2 separate regions of the Zea mays genome follow, and region 2 is linked to region 1. Evidence: chromatin contacts called from public Hi-C data. All regions are on one chromosome and are shown on one strand. Each heading gives the region's core, a stretch centred on a gene start, on an enhancer-like site or on the middle of the called end of the contact. The rest is flanking DNA. Distances are from core to core; before and after follow the strand shown.

What was found. Hi-C and Micro-C count contacts between places; a contact is called where the count stands out from the background.
Region 2: a Hi-C map of bundle sheath shows a contact between it and region 1, with 3 times the contacts expected there. The contact joins the promoter of LOC100502457 here to the enhancer-like site in region 1. A contact is called at or near these places in 2 of 25 Hi-C or Micro-C datasets (bundle sheath and ear).

The regions. Positions count from the first base shown.
Region 1 is chr1:37,481,279-37,487,959 of Zm-B73-REFERENCE-NAM-5.0, reverse strand. No RefSeq gene overlaps it. Among protein-coding and RNA genes, the nearest start is that of LOC100193783, 20 kb to the left of the region's middle. Within about 2 kb of position 3,444, at least 19 of the 20 cell types and tissues checked have an H3K27ac peak or open chromatin away from gene starts, as enhancers often do. A contact at or near this core is called in bundle sheath and ear, where this site is marked.
Region 2 is chr1:37,807,744-37,814,424 of Zm-B73-REFERENCE-NAM-5.0, reverse strand. LOC100502457 (Mitochondrial phosphate carrier protein 3 mitochondrial) reads right to left here and starts at 2,877. Exons shown (of 6, transcript NM_001196935.1): 1 at 2,239-2,877; 2 at 1,779-2,140; 3 at 1,646-1,689. The coding sequence starts at 2,529. It also overlaps the pseudogene LOC103634112.

The DNA.
Region 1 (6,681 bases), core at 2,195-4,694:
GGGTAGTTATGCCCATCAAGGGCGAGTTCCTCGAACTCTTTGGTTGACATGTTCCTACAGTCATTACCATGGACATCCATTAATTTACGCATAAATTAATAGTCACAATGGTGATGTTGTAAGCTCAAAATGTAAAAACCTTAAAATTACATGTGTTATGAGTTGCCTGAAGGTTCCAAACCTTCTAATTGAATAAATACTTTGAATACTAGTGAGCATTGTATAGATAATCCTCAAATTAATGAGGTAGATCTCCTAGTAGTGGGCAAGAAACTTGCTGCCTAAAAGCACGGCCTCTGGGCTGATAAGTTCATGGATGAACAAACCACAGCCAATGCTTAGGTCTCCACTACCCATACTCGACTAATTATCAAAGTAAAATTCAAGAACTCTTACATGTGATATGAGTTGCGTGAAGGTTCTAAACCTTCCAATTGAATAAATACTTTGAATACTAGTGAGCATTATATAGATAATCCTCAAATTAATGAGGTAGATCTCCTAGTAGTGGGCAAGAAACTTGCTGCCTAAAAGCATGGTCTCTGGGCTGATTAGTTTATGGATGAACAAACCACAACCAATGCTTAGGTCTCCACTACCCATGCTCGACTAATTATCAAAGTACAATTCAAGAACTCCATATCCTGTTATTTTGGATAGCACATATAGGTAATCATCCCAAGAGATGTAGACCTCATAGAGATAGGCATTCCAAATGCTGCCTCAAGCACGGTCTCTGGGCTACTAAATTCTATAAAAGAATTTAGTGCAGCCAATGCTTAGGACTCTATCTCCCTATGCTCTTAATCCAAAATAATGTAATTTCATTTTTGCATGAGTTTTATTAAGTATGAACTTAATAAATGCTATATTTATATGCAAACGTAAATGAATGCGAAAATAATAGCAAGTAGAGATATGTGAATTATTAATGTAAAAACAAACAATAATCCACGAACTAAAATCTGCTATGTTCACAATAGAACATATATGTATTTACAATATATGCAGTCTAAATAGCGAATTTAGACGCCTAAGATAACTTTGAACTAAAATTACATATAAAACAGAGTCTTATACTTAAATTCATAAATTAAAATGGTAAAATAGACCATTTTAGGCCCTGAAAAACAGCCCAGACAGCCTGTCAGGCGGACCAGGCAGCAGCCTGGCGGCCTGCACGTCGGCCTAGACGGTCCATCAGGGCCCCCAAAACGCCTATATCAGTTGGGGCGGCTAGGGTTTCCAACCCTAACCGACCTCTGTAGCCGCCGCCACACGCTGGTGTTCCTGGGCGCCGCCAGGGGAAACAGGGGTCGCGCTCCATGTCCGAGGAGCCACCAGGGCGCCTTCCAGGGGGGCGCGTCACCCTTGTCGTGGCGGGAGCCTAGCCACCGGGAGCCCGCGCTCCATGGCTGGCGTCCGCCGAGGGCCGCTCTTCACGTCAGGCCGAGGCCGTCCAGCCGGATCCGTCGTCCGGTCGCCTGGTGCCCGCGCCTCCATGAGGCCGCCGTGAGCCAGCCTCCGCGACCGGGGCCATCGGTGTCCTCGCGCCGTGCGCCTGGCTTGGTGCCGCCGGGGCTGCGCGCCTGATCGGAGACAGCCGAGCAGCCAGGGGCCACCCGCCAGCCGCACAGAGCCCGTCCGCCGCCACCAGGAGCCCAGGTCCGGCCGCGCGCCCGCTTTTGGATGGAGTCCGAGCCGGGGCAACCACGCCCTCACCGTGTCGCGCCCATGGGCGGCGTCAGCGTCGTGGCGACTGCGCCGGAGGCGGCCGCGCGTCCACGCCTCATCGAGGGTGGCGAGGCATCCGTGGCCGCTCGTCATACCATGCCGAGCCGCCACCAGGGGGCCCACCGCCTCCGCGCCATGCGCCTGACCGAAGCCGCCAGGGCCTGCGCGCCTGTGCCACGCCCGTGGCCGGGTCGCGCTGCCGCGCCTGCACAGAGGTCGTCTGCGGCGCTCCCCCACCCCCTCCCCCAACCGGCCGTCGTGGCAGCAACCGCCACTGGCCGAACGGAGGGCCATTAGGCCCTCCCATTGGAGGAGGAAGATGGGGCCACCCCATTTGGGCGGTGGCCAGTGAAGATGAGACGTCCACGTGGAGCATCGACGACGCGCGGGGGCTGCCCACGACGGGCAGCAATGGTTCCGACAACCACGGGCATCGGTGGAGATGAAGAACGATGGTCATTTGTCGCTGCAGTGGGTGGAGGTGGCGGTGGTGCCGCCAAATCGACGTCCATGGGGGCGATTGCAGACGAACCCGCGTCTCCCACCGGCGCCGGTGGTGACGGGGACACAGTGGGGAGGCCGCACTCCACCACCGGCAGCGGGACGACCGCTGTCCATCCGTGCAGCACGCAGAAGTGCACGTTTTGCACTTGCACACGACGCTCAGGGATCTCGTGCACCGGTGGAAGCGCTGCGGCTTGTCTAGCGGCGAACGCTTCCAACATCGCATCATCAACAATGTACAGAACTTCGCGCATACGGCGTATGCGCATGGAAATGGTATGCTCCATACCTTGCTGTTGATTTGCAGATCGAAGTTGCTGTTCTTGTCAAGAACAACAAGTGTTCTTCTTCTTCTCCTTCTCTGATTTCTTCCTGGAGACAGTGCTGATAACGTGTTGTGATCTATTGCAGTGCTCAGTGGTAAAAGAGTAGAGAGGCAGACAAAGAATGAAAAATGACAGGGAGTTATCTTGTTTATTGCAGAGATCTCCTTTATATACATGTGTACAAAGGGTATCTGACCCTTGGATAATAACTGTATAAATGGACGATTGGATGTGCCTTGATCACATGTACATTATTTTGTAACAGACTGGACGCTTTAGGGACCGTTCGGTTATTCAGGAATCTACTTCAGAAAGGATTTCAGCTGGAATAACTGTATAATTTATATAACAATTGGTAATCTGGAATAGTTCCTGGTCTTGTTCCAGCCTAACCGAACGGGGCTTTAACCAGGTGAGGTCGGTTACGTGGCGCGGCGATAAACGAAAGCCCGCACTGGGACCGGAACACAGCAAGCCGCTCCGCTCCATACGCGTACAACGCCCGTCAGTCCACGCCCACACCACACCTCGCGTGATCGCGTCCTGCTCAGTGAATGAGCTGGAACCAACGCCCCACCAGCCCACCTTGTGCTTACACCAGCGAGGCAGACTTGACTCGTGTCGAGGCACCAGCGAGGCAGCCAGCGAGCCCCACCTTGTGCTTACATGGAGCACTGTCGTGTCGTGGCAGTTGCCATCTAGACTTGACTCTGCCACTCTGGAGTAGGAGCGCTTCGATTCCAACTTTCTTCTCGCGGCGGATCATGATGAAAAAGGGTTCTCTTCTGTACAGCTGGTAGCACGGCACACCCTTTTGCTTGTAGCTACCGTGCAATCGTACCGTGAGTCGATTGGACAACGCGTTGTACAACTTGTACTTTCGCGTCGACCAGACCACCTCGTCGTGTGTGTCCTGGTGGCTCGTGGGCCTCCGGCGCACCGCACATGGGCCTCGTCCCCGGCGTCGTCTCGTTTTCCGATCCAATCCGCCAGCAATCCAGCCAGCCAACCCACTTCCAGGGTGTTTCGCTTTGGGTCTCTGCCTCCTTTCGACGGCGCTTCTCCTGCCAGTTTCACGCACTGATGACAGGAGAAATCGCTCTCGGAGATCCTCTAGCCTTTCTATGCACTTTGCCTTGCTTTTCATGTGCGATTCGCCCTAGCCACGTATACGAATATCTGCTTGTGCTTACTACTACTATAGCAGCGCTTTCCAGGGTGCTTCCAAGTTCCGTTTCAACACCAGCGTTCTTGGCTTCTTGCCATCGTGCGCACTTTAGAATGGATATGGACATGGACATGGACACATGGTGCGGCTGCGGCCGCCGGACCAGTCGGGCGCCAATCATCGCCGTCTTCCCATGCAGTTCGTTGGCATGCATAGCATCTTTTGTAGAAAAGGGCGCCGTAGTATTCCTCGCTTATTATTTGCAGAAGGTGATTCTTTACTTCTCCTAAAAGTGGATGAAGAGAATATAAGACCTACAATGTACTGCTGCTATACGAGGGAGTGCTCGGGACAAACGGCGAATGAAGACAAGTCAGCTGTTCTTTTTTTCAGTAAGAATACTAGGGCCGCGGTTAAGAAGCCGTTCCTTGATGGACATGGTTTAACCCATGAGGCTCGATACGACTGGTACCTAGGTCTACCTATTTAAGTTTCGTTCGCTTATTCTCAATTCATATGGATTAGATTGGACAGGATTAAAAAAAAGAGACAAGCCATTAAGACCTAGTTTGGGTACTCTTGGATTGAGTTGGTTTAGAAGGATTAGAGAGTGTTTAAATCCTCAATAAATCAAAAACATCCACGATACATCTCAATCCACTCTAATTCATCTCATTCCTAAAGTATCCAAGCCTAAGGTCTCATAAAGACACGATACTTATGCTATGTTATGCTTCGGTCTCGTGGTCTCGGATCTCATAAAGACACTATCTACGTGATTGGTTGCTGCGTCCTACGCATCTAGGCTGACGACATGCTTTGACCATGTGCAAGCGTGTGTTTGGATGCCTGCGTTTTTGTCCATAAGCCTGTACGCGCGCATGCAACTTACTCCTTTTTTATTGTCTGTCCTTCATGCGTGGAGAAGCGGTGAGGGACAATCCCTGGCGGTCCAAGCCAGCGCCAGCCTAGCACATGGAGCGCTATAACCAATCAAGAGCTATGTGATGAAACCAGTTCAATGATCTATAGCTCCTAGTAGGATCAAAAGGAGAATGAGAATTAAAAGAATTAAGTGTCTAGACAAACAATGAAAAATCGAAGATGAAAGACATATTTTCAACTTGGACATGCTTGCACGATAGGCATGGAGAATTCTTCAGCAGCCTGTCTCTATATGTTCTCGTTTACTGAGAGTAAATATTATTGGTTATGGGATCTACTCGATGTTGTAAAAAAAACCCATTATCTCATGCATTTTATGCAACATTGTGAGGGGGGGGGGTTAGGTCTAAATTGAAAAATGGATGACGGTCCTCAAATTAGAATATAGAAAGACTCGTGAATAACTCGTGGATATTAAAAGGATCGCGATGCCCAATAGAAAGATGAATTAATATTCTCTACAAATTCTTGCTAAAATTAAGTCCTAATTGTAAGACCAGTCTCACCCAAGTGCATAATGTGTGATACAGAGTTTTGGACCCTAATTTTCAACACTACACTAGCATGGCAATTTCTAAGAAATTAAATACTTAAAATAAATTGATCAAATGTAAATGTATATAGTAGAGCAAGGGTTAAAAGACTTCTGGATATTTTTTCGAAGTTTTAGAGAGTCACCACTCTCCATTAATCCTTATTGGAGTACCCATGCAAGGATGTCACTCCTAGTTGGTCCGTGCAAAGTCCAAGTGCTCTCTAGAAGTTGGTTCTTCGTTGCTCTAACATGGTCAATCACTCACAGCTATGTATAAGTCTCGAGTCAAGTTACCTAGAAACTCTCTGGGTGATCACATCACACCCGATCGCGACTAAGTCGTCTAGGTGATGCCAATTACTAAGAGTAACAAACACTAGACTTTTACTTGACCATGCCCAGTCTAACGAGGGTGATGGTTGTACATAAGTCACTATCTATGCACTAATGTGGTCGCTAACCGTACAATTATCACTTCTCTAATCTCCTCAGTATGAAAAGGGTAATCGTCACTCTCAAGTAGATGCTTCACATGTTAGAAGGGGCAAGACACCTTAAGAAGCTAAGTTAGAGGGTACAAATAGTACCAAGAGCTAGCCGTTATAACCCAACCAACACTTTCGAAGGCACCAAATATGTCTGATGCTCACTTTTCCATTACATGAGACACGTCGGTGCCACTCTAACAACTAGTTTCTAAACTAGCTGTTGTTGTATGCCACATACTTTGTTAGGCCATACGTACATATTAGTTGAGTACTCAACCTCTCGGCATAGTCTACATGCTATCTGGGTGTTCTATTCGATGCTCTGTCCGGTGGCACATCAGATACGTCGATGAGTGCTGTCACACCTGGGTTTTAGGGGTCCAAAACCCGGGCGCAAAATAATCACTAGGTGTGCTGAGACCAAGTCTCACACGTATGATGAATAGTGGTACTAAAACGAATGCACATCTTTACTATATAATAGGAGTTCTGTACAAAATAAATAAATAATTATATCATAAGGAGACAATGGTCCAACAACCCAAAGTTGACTGGGAGACGACGGCCTAGACCTCTCACAAACTCGTCACAGCATCCTCCATGGGCGGTGGTAGTGCGCATGGCGGTAGGGCACACATGCGGGGGGCATGGGTGAGTGGTGGGGTCGATGACCCTGATGTCTTTGGTCTTTGGTTCCAAGAATCTTTGCCTCTTTGTATGGTATTAAAATTTTCTTTGCTCTTTTCATGTTTACATTGACTCATGGGCCGTGCTTTGATTCTCGTGGTCGGTCCCTTTTGATTGAGTGACTAGACCAGTTCCTTCTGTAGCTTATTCCAGGCTTCAAGGGTAAGCTTCCCGTTATCTTCTTGGGTAAGGTGTTTTTTTCTTGTTAAGGGTTAGCACGAGAAGGAAGCATAAGGTGAGGATTAGCTCTAATTTGTGATCTATGTTTTTAGAGAAAACTTTTTTTTGAAAAAG
Region 2 (6,681 bases), core at 1,628-4,127, 330 kb before region 1:
TTGAAGGCTCAACTTAGTCATGAATTTGATATGAAAGATCTGGGAGCAGCAAATAAGATTCTTGGGATGGAAATTCAGCGTGATCGTCGTGCTGGTACTCTTTTTCTATCTCAGAAAAGTTATATTAAGAAAGTTCTTGAAAAATATAATCTCAGTAATTGCAAATTTGTTGCTACACCATTTGCTTCACATTTTAAATTGTCATCGAGGCAATGTCCTGTTACTGAAGATGAAAAAGAACACATGTCTCACATATCGTATTCTAATGCTGCTGGGAATCTCATGTATGCTATGATCTGTACAAGACCCGATTTGGTTCATGTTGTTAGTGTGGTTAGCAGATTTATGCACAATCCTGGTAAAGAACATTGGAATGCAGTAAAGTGGATTCTTCGCTACTTGAAAGGTACTTCTGATTTTGGATTATTGTTTGGCAAGAATTCAGTGAAGGAAACTGGTGTCATGGGATTTGTTGAGGGATTTGTTGATTCTGACTTTGCTGGTGATCTTGATAAGAGACGCTCCATATCTGGCTATATATTTTCATCATGCGGTTCTGCAGTGAGTTGGAGGGCTTCACTTCAGTCTGTTACTGCTCTTTCCACTACTGAAGCAAAATATGTCTCAGCTACTGAAGGGGTTAAAGAAGCTATTTGGATGCAAGGTCTTATTTCTGAACTTGATGTTCCTCAGGATGTCATTAAGGTTTATTGTGATAGTCATAGTGTTATTTGTCTGACCAAGAATGACATGTATCACTTCAAGACCAAGCATATTGATATCAAGTATCACTTCATTCGTAATATTGTTGCTGAAGGCAAGATTAAAGTGGACAAGATACATACTGATGAAAATCCTGCAGACATGCTTATAAAACCATTATCTAATACCAAGTTCAAGCATTGTCTTGACTTGGTAGGTGTTCGTGGAGCTTAGCACTCTAGTGGTGTTTGAGGAAACAATTTTATAGATTTAGCGTCAAGGAGAGATTTGTTGGATAAGATTTTTTGACTCTATCTCTATCTCCATTCCCTATATAAATAAGCCCCCTTGTACCATGTACGACATACCATATAATAGATCTGTTTTCCCGTGTTTTTTTTCTCCTCCACATTGGAGGAGTTTTTCCACGTTAAACTCTGTGTCTCCTTTGTCTCACTTACGATCCTAACATGATATCTGTCTAGATTTATCATCATCCATTTGAATATAGACATAAAAACCAAGAGCTAAGGCCCTGTTTGTAAACAACCTAGTTTTTAATAATCCAATTTTTATCTTTAGTTTCTAGAAACTGGTTTATGAAAGAAAAATGGTTAATAATGTTTGGAATCACCATAGTTTTCATAAACTTACTTTAGCTAAGAGAGGTTAGCTTCTTGGTTTTAAGAAATTGAAAACTCAGTTTCTATAAACCGGGACATAAACTAGTATGTTTGGAACCACCTCAGTTTTCATAAATCAATTTATTAAAAACTGGATGATTCCAAACAGACCCTAAAGTGAATACTAATTTGAGATGTAGTGAGTAGCTAGTTAACTATTAGCTAATTTGCTAAAAGTAGCTAATAGCTGAACTATTAGCTAAGCACCGATAAGCCCTTAACAAGTAACTGTATAAACTAGCAATCCATTTTTGACTTACAGGGAACTTGGCGGCCCCAAAGAGGAAGTAGACCTTTGTAAAGCCTGAAATTTGCACCCAGTGTTAAAAGATTGTTGCTCCCCAAAAACCTTGAACAATAACACAGATCATACAAGACATGCAGTATCTGTACCCAAAGGCACCTTCAGATTGGACAATCTTCGGAAGCCCATCGACCAGGCAGCGAGCAAATCCCGGTTGTGTCTGGACCCGAATTTTGACAGCCTCCATGGGGCAGAGAGCTACATCCGCAATCACCTCAGCGGACGCGGAAGCTGCAAGGTAGATCAAAGTCCTCAACCTTTCAACGTTCTCGGGACCAGAAATGTCAGAGTAGCACTTCTTGAAGAACTCGTAGAACCCAAACTTGCAGGCCCCCTGGCAGCTGTACCCAACCAGTGTGGCCATCCATCCCCTGAACAAGCCACGGGGTCCTTGCTCATGGAGCATGACACCAAAGGCAGATGTAATGTCCCTGTACTTGCTAGGATCCACCTGAGTGAAGGGACATTGAAGCAGGCAGCAGCTGTGTTAGTCATTGAGACATGGACAAGGAGAACAAGCGAAGGAACCTATCGCTGACAGTGACGGACCTGCATGTTGCACTTGACGAGGTCGAGCGGCGTTACAGCGAGGTGAGTGAGGCCGGTGCTGAGAACGCCGCCGAGGGCGCAGGTAGCGTAGAACAGCGGCGTGTGCATCTCTATAACCTCTCCTTTCCCCTCCGCCTCCCCGACCGCCGCTCCAGCTGCCTTCCCGCATCGGACGCGGAAGGCCGCCTCCCACCCCCTCCCGAGTTGCTGGGTGCTGGCGACCAGCGCGGCAAGGACACGGTCGAGGGGCAGCGGGATCGAGGAGCACCCCACCTTGTCGCGGCTCGTCATCTTTGAGGCACGGGAGTAGCTGGGTTTTCGACGGGAGGGCGTGGGCGTGGGCCTCGCCCTCGCGCATGGTAGGGAGGAGGGAGATGGGGAGGGGGTCGCGGCGAAGGCCGCGTTGGTGCCGCAGCCTGCAGGCGTTGTCCACCTAGCTTACTTAGGTCGGGAGAAGCTGAGAGCTCTCTCCGTCGAGTCCCGACCTGACCGCGCTTGCCGGCGGCCACTGGCGTAAAGTGGCTTGGCCGCTAACGCCGTAACGCGCGGCTGCTGTTTTTCCAGTGGGTGTGTGCGGATGGCGTGGGGGCAGTGCCGCGGGGCACGGCAAAAGAGCCCAGCGCTGGCCGCCGCCGGGACGGTAGGGGCGCGTAGAGAAGAGCGTGCCGGGGGTGATTTTGGCATAGCCGGGCTATTTTTTTTTTCTCCGCGGTCCGCGCCGGAGAAAAAGATGCGACGCATGGCGAAAACCAGGAGGAAACACACTGAATTTTGTGGACAAACGAAGCATGCCTCGCAGTCATATGCCAGACCTTCCGGCGCGTCACACGTGGTTCGAGTGCATGGGAACCACATGGTTTGAAACTTCGAAATCTGGATCATGTGATGTTTCACGTGCTTTGAATCTTGCAGTACGGCTTCCATTCTTGTTTTCCATTTGGGCCGATAATTCTGTTGATTTGTTGATTTTGAATTTTTGACTACGGATACTGATGCTGGCAGCTGAAATCCCAGGTAGCATAAATGGCTAATCAAAGCGACGCATATGCAGCTATGCAGTGATGTACTCCCTCCATATGGAATAGAAGTCGTTTAGGATATAATTATGCGTGATTAATTAGGTTACATTTATCAAGCTTGTCCATATTAAACAGCACTGTAGCTATACTGTGGATACAAAAATGATGCAACTTGAATTGTTATTGCAGACGGTTAAAGGCAGCAGGGACATGAGGTCCTAGGATTGGTTTCCTCATTGCTCAGCAATTTTTTTTTTGCGATATGTTGGGTTCGGCACAAAGAGTTGGAGGGTAAAGCCGTCCAAAATGGAGTACTTACATCTAAAACGACATACTTTGCCTATCTCTAGCTACCCCTTCAAAATGACTTTATTTTAATATTGAGGTAGAGGAGTTAGAATCTACCGGTGTCAGGTGTGGGTGTGTGGTGACTAGAGTTTTGGGAGCAGAAATTGTTGGCTTCCATGTCAATCCTACCCGTAGTTATTATAGTGTCTGTGATTGGGGCCTCAACCAAAATGGATGGGATTGCGCTCCTCATCAAGACATCTAAAGTCTTAAAAGACGCTAGTAATCGAGGCCTCCTCCGCGTTTCCGCCAGTGCCAACCTGTGCGCGTGCGACACCTATACCGGACCCGAAATTTTATCTTCAATCGACCTATGGACGTTTCGTGCTCCTCTCTCTCCTACGCCGCCGGCTCACTGCCGCCTCTTCTCACTCCCACGTCATGCCCACTGCCGCACACCTGCCTCCTCCAGATCTCGCCGCGACCTACATCCCCGGCGTCGCGGCCGGCTCCACTAGCCCAGGCCTTCGACCATCGTCTTCCTCCGCCGCGCACTCCATCTCGCCATGTCGCCCGTATGGGCGTATGGACCGAGCACTTTCTTTTCCTCCTGTCTCCGCTCGGCCACCTTCGCCGCTGCTTCGCTCCATCCGCGCCAACCCCAGAACCACCCCTCGCGTGCCTGGCCTTCTGCACTGCTCTGTCCACCGACCCACCACCACCTCCTCCTACTAAGGTTAGGGCACTCGTCGCAGGCCCCGTTGCGCTCGGCTCAGTGCGGAGGCCGTCGCGGGCCGTCGTTATGTGCCTTCGCCGCCGCGCGATCCAAATGCTCCTGGACGTCTCCTTCGCCTACGCGCTGGATGTATTGTTCCTCGAATCGCCCTCGTTAAGTCCGGGAAGGCCGAGGTGGATCCCACGGTTGAGCCTCGCCGATGCGCAGGTAGCCGATGTGGTTCATGGGGAACTAGGTATTTATATTTCCATTCATTAATGTTAGCATTGCATGTATCTAAATAGCCTTGATTTTCTTTCGTCAGGTCTTAATTTTGTGCTGGAACAGAATACCCTTAAGTCCATAGAGATAGAGCTAACAGAAGAGATGGCGCCTAACTTGCTGCAGACCGATATGGTTATGCAGTTTGGTCTGCTAGGTGAGCTTGTTCGTTGTAGACAAAATGAGTTTCTGAACTTTAGTTTGGAGCGAAAACTTTACATTTTTTTGGTTAACCTGACTGTTTTGACTGACAGCACAGAGGCCCTTGAGTTTGTTCAGGAAAAAATGTCATCGTTTATGAAGTTAGGTGATGGTTCACAGAAGCTCTTGATTTTGTCATGGGCTGGTGACCCATGATGAAGCTATTGCTACCGGAAGACTAGAAATATAGCATCCCCTTCTAAGGTATTCAATTCTAAAAGTACACTTAAGTAGCAATGACCGCTTAGCCCATCAGTTAAACATGATTTCTGTTGAAATTTCGAAGCCAACTAATTGTATATAGTTAGAACTTGTGTGTGATCTTAATTGAACCCGCCTCCCTTCAGACTTACGTGTGATCTTAGTCTGTCAGTATGACACGTATGGTGAATCCTGCCTACCCATTCTTGTGAATTTTGCTATTTTTAAAACTTACAAAGAATGGTAACATACTTTATTCTAATGGGAATTTTGTCTGATCTATTTACTGTTTAGTGTCCTCAATTATTTCTAGCTACAGGATCATCCAACTCCTTCTCCATATCATGTTTGGTCAGCCTTGCAGGTAGAGTTTTGGGTATTTTGTTATGCTACCACTTCATTGGCGCAAAATCTATAAAAATGTTATTGATGAGTTTCTTGATAATCTTATTTGCTATATTTATCAACTTGGGTTAAGAGTATTTCGAGTTAGTAATATCCTTCTATATTAGAATCTTGAAATGCTATTTGATTTGTTGACACGTTTGGTATTTCATATGTATCCTTTTCTATTCAGAGTCATCTGGTGCCATCTTTGTTTTTTTGTCAATTTATGTTTATATGGTTCCTGATTGTGTGTCTGATATCTAGAAATCACCTTTCGTTGCCTAGCTGGACCATTATAAATTATAGCAGTTTGAGCAGTATGTTGTGCTCTAAAAAGGTTTGAAGTTTTGAGAATTGAGATAGACATAATGAGTGGTCCTTACTATGATCAGTATTCCAGGTGTTGAATTTTGGAGATCAGGGCAAAATTCAGGAAGCCATGGTTCAAATGCATATAAGGTATGATATGTTACTCAAGTAGCCCCAATATGTAGCTTTCTGGATTTGTGCATCATAGAGATTGGACTATTGAATTAAACATTTGTTCTTTGTGCAGAGAAGAAGAGACTGTGATCTGTATCTATGGACAGAACCTTGATTTCGTGTTGGTGGAAGTTAGTCTTAACAATATGGTACCAGAGACTTCGACAAACTATGATTTGTTAAATCACATACTGAATGAACTTAGAGTCCCTCTTATCGGTAAGAGTTTATATTTAGTGCTCTATTATTTTAAGAATTTCTCACATGTCCCAAACTCAACGTTCCATGGTTGTTCTTCTTTACAGCAATATGTTCTTATGACGATGAAGTTGCGCTTTCTAAATATATGAACCTGGCCACCTGGGTGCATGCTTCCATGTGCTGAAGCCATTGGATAGAAGAAGCTTCAGCATTCTGTGGCACCAAGCACTGGAACACAAGTCTAAAAAGGCAGCACCCCAAGGACACTAGGTATTAATAATAGTACCAAAAAATAGAATGTTTCTGTGGGGGATAGATATCCCCTGGGTCCACTAAAGAAGTAAAAGGCCTCACGAAAAGCCCAGGGGCCCAAATAATTCGTAAGGTCATTCTTTCGTGGGCCTAGGGAAAGACAACCAATAAAGAAGACGTGGGACTGATTAGTGCAAACACAGGCGGCCCACAACGTCAAACGAATGAATCACAAACAGAGACCCGACTTTCCCGCGCTGAAGCCCCCATGCAACGGAGCCATGCGAGGATAAGTCGGCGGAGGTTACGTAGGGATAAACTCAAGAGGTTTACTATCTTTCAGCTACTTGTTGTTATCGTATCACATGTAATGCTCCACGGTCGAGTATATAAGGCCTAGGGGGCACCCCTTCA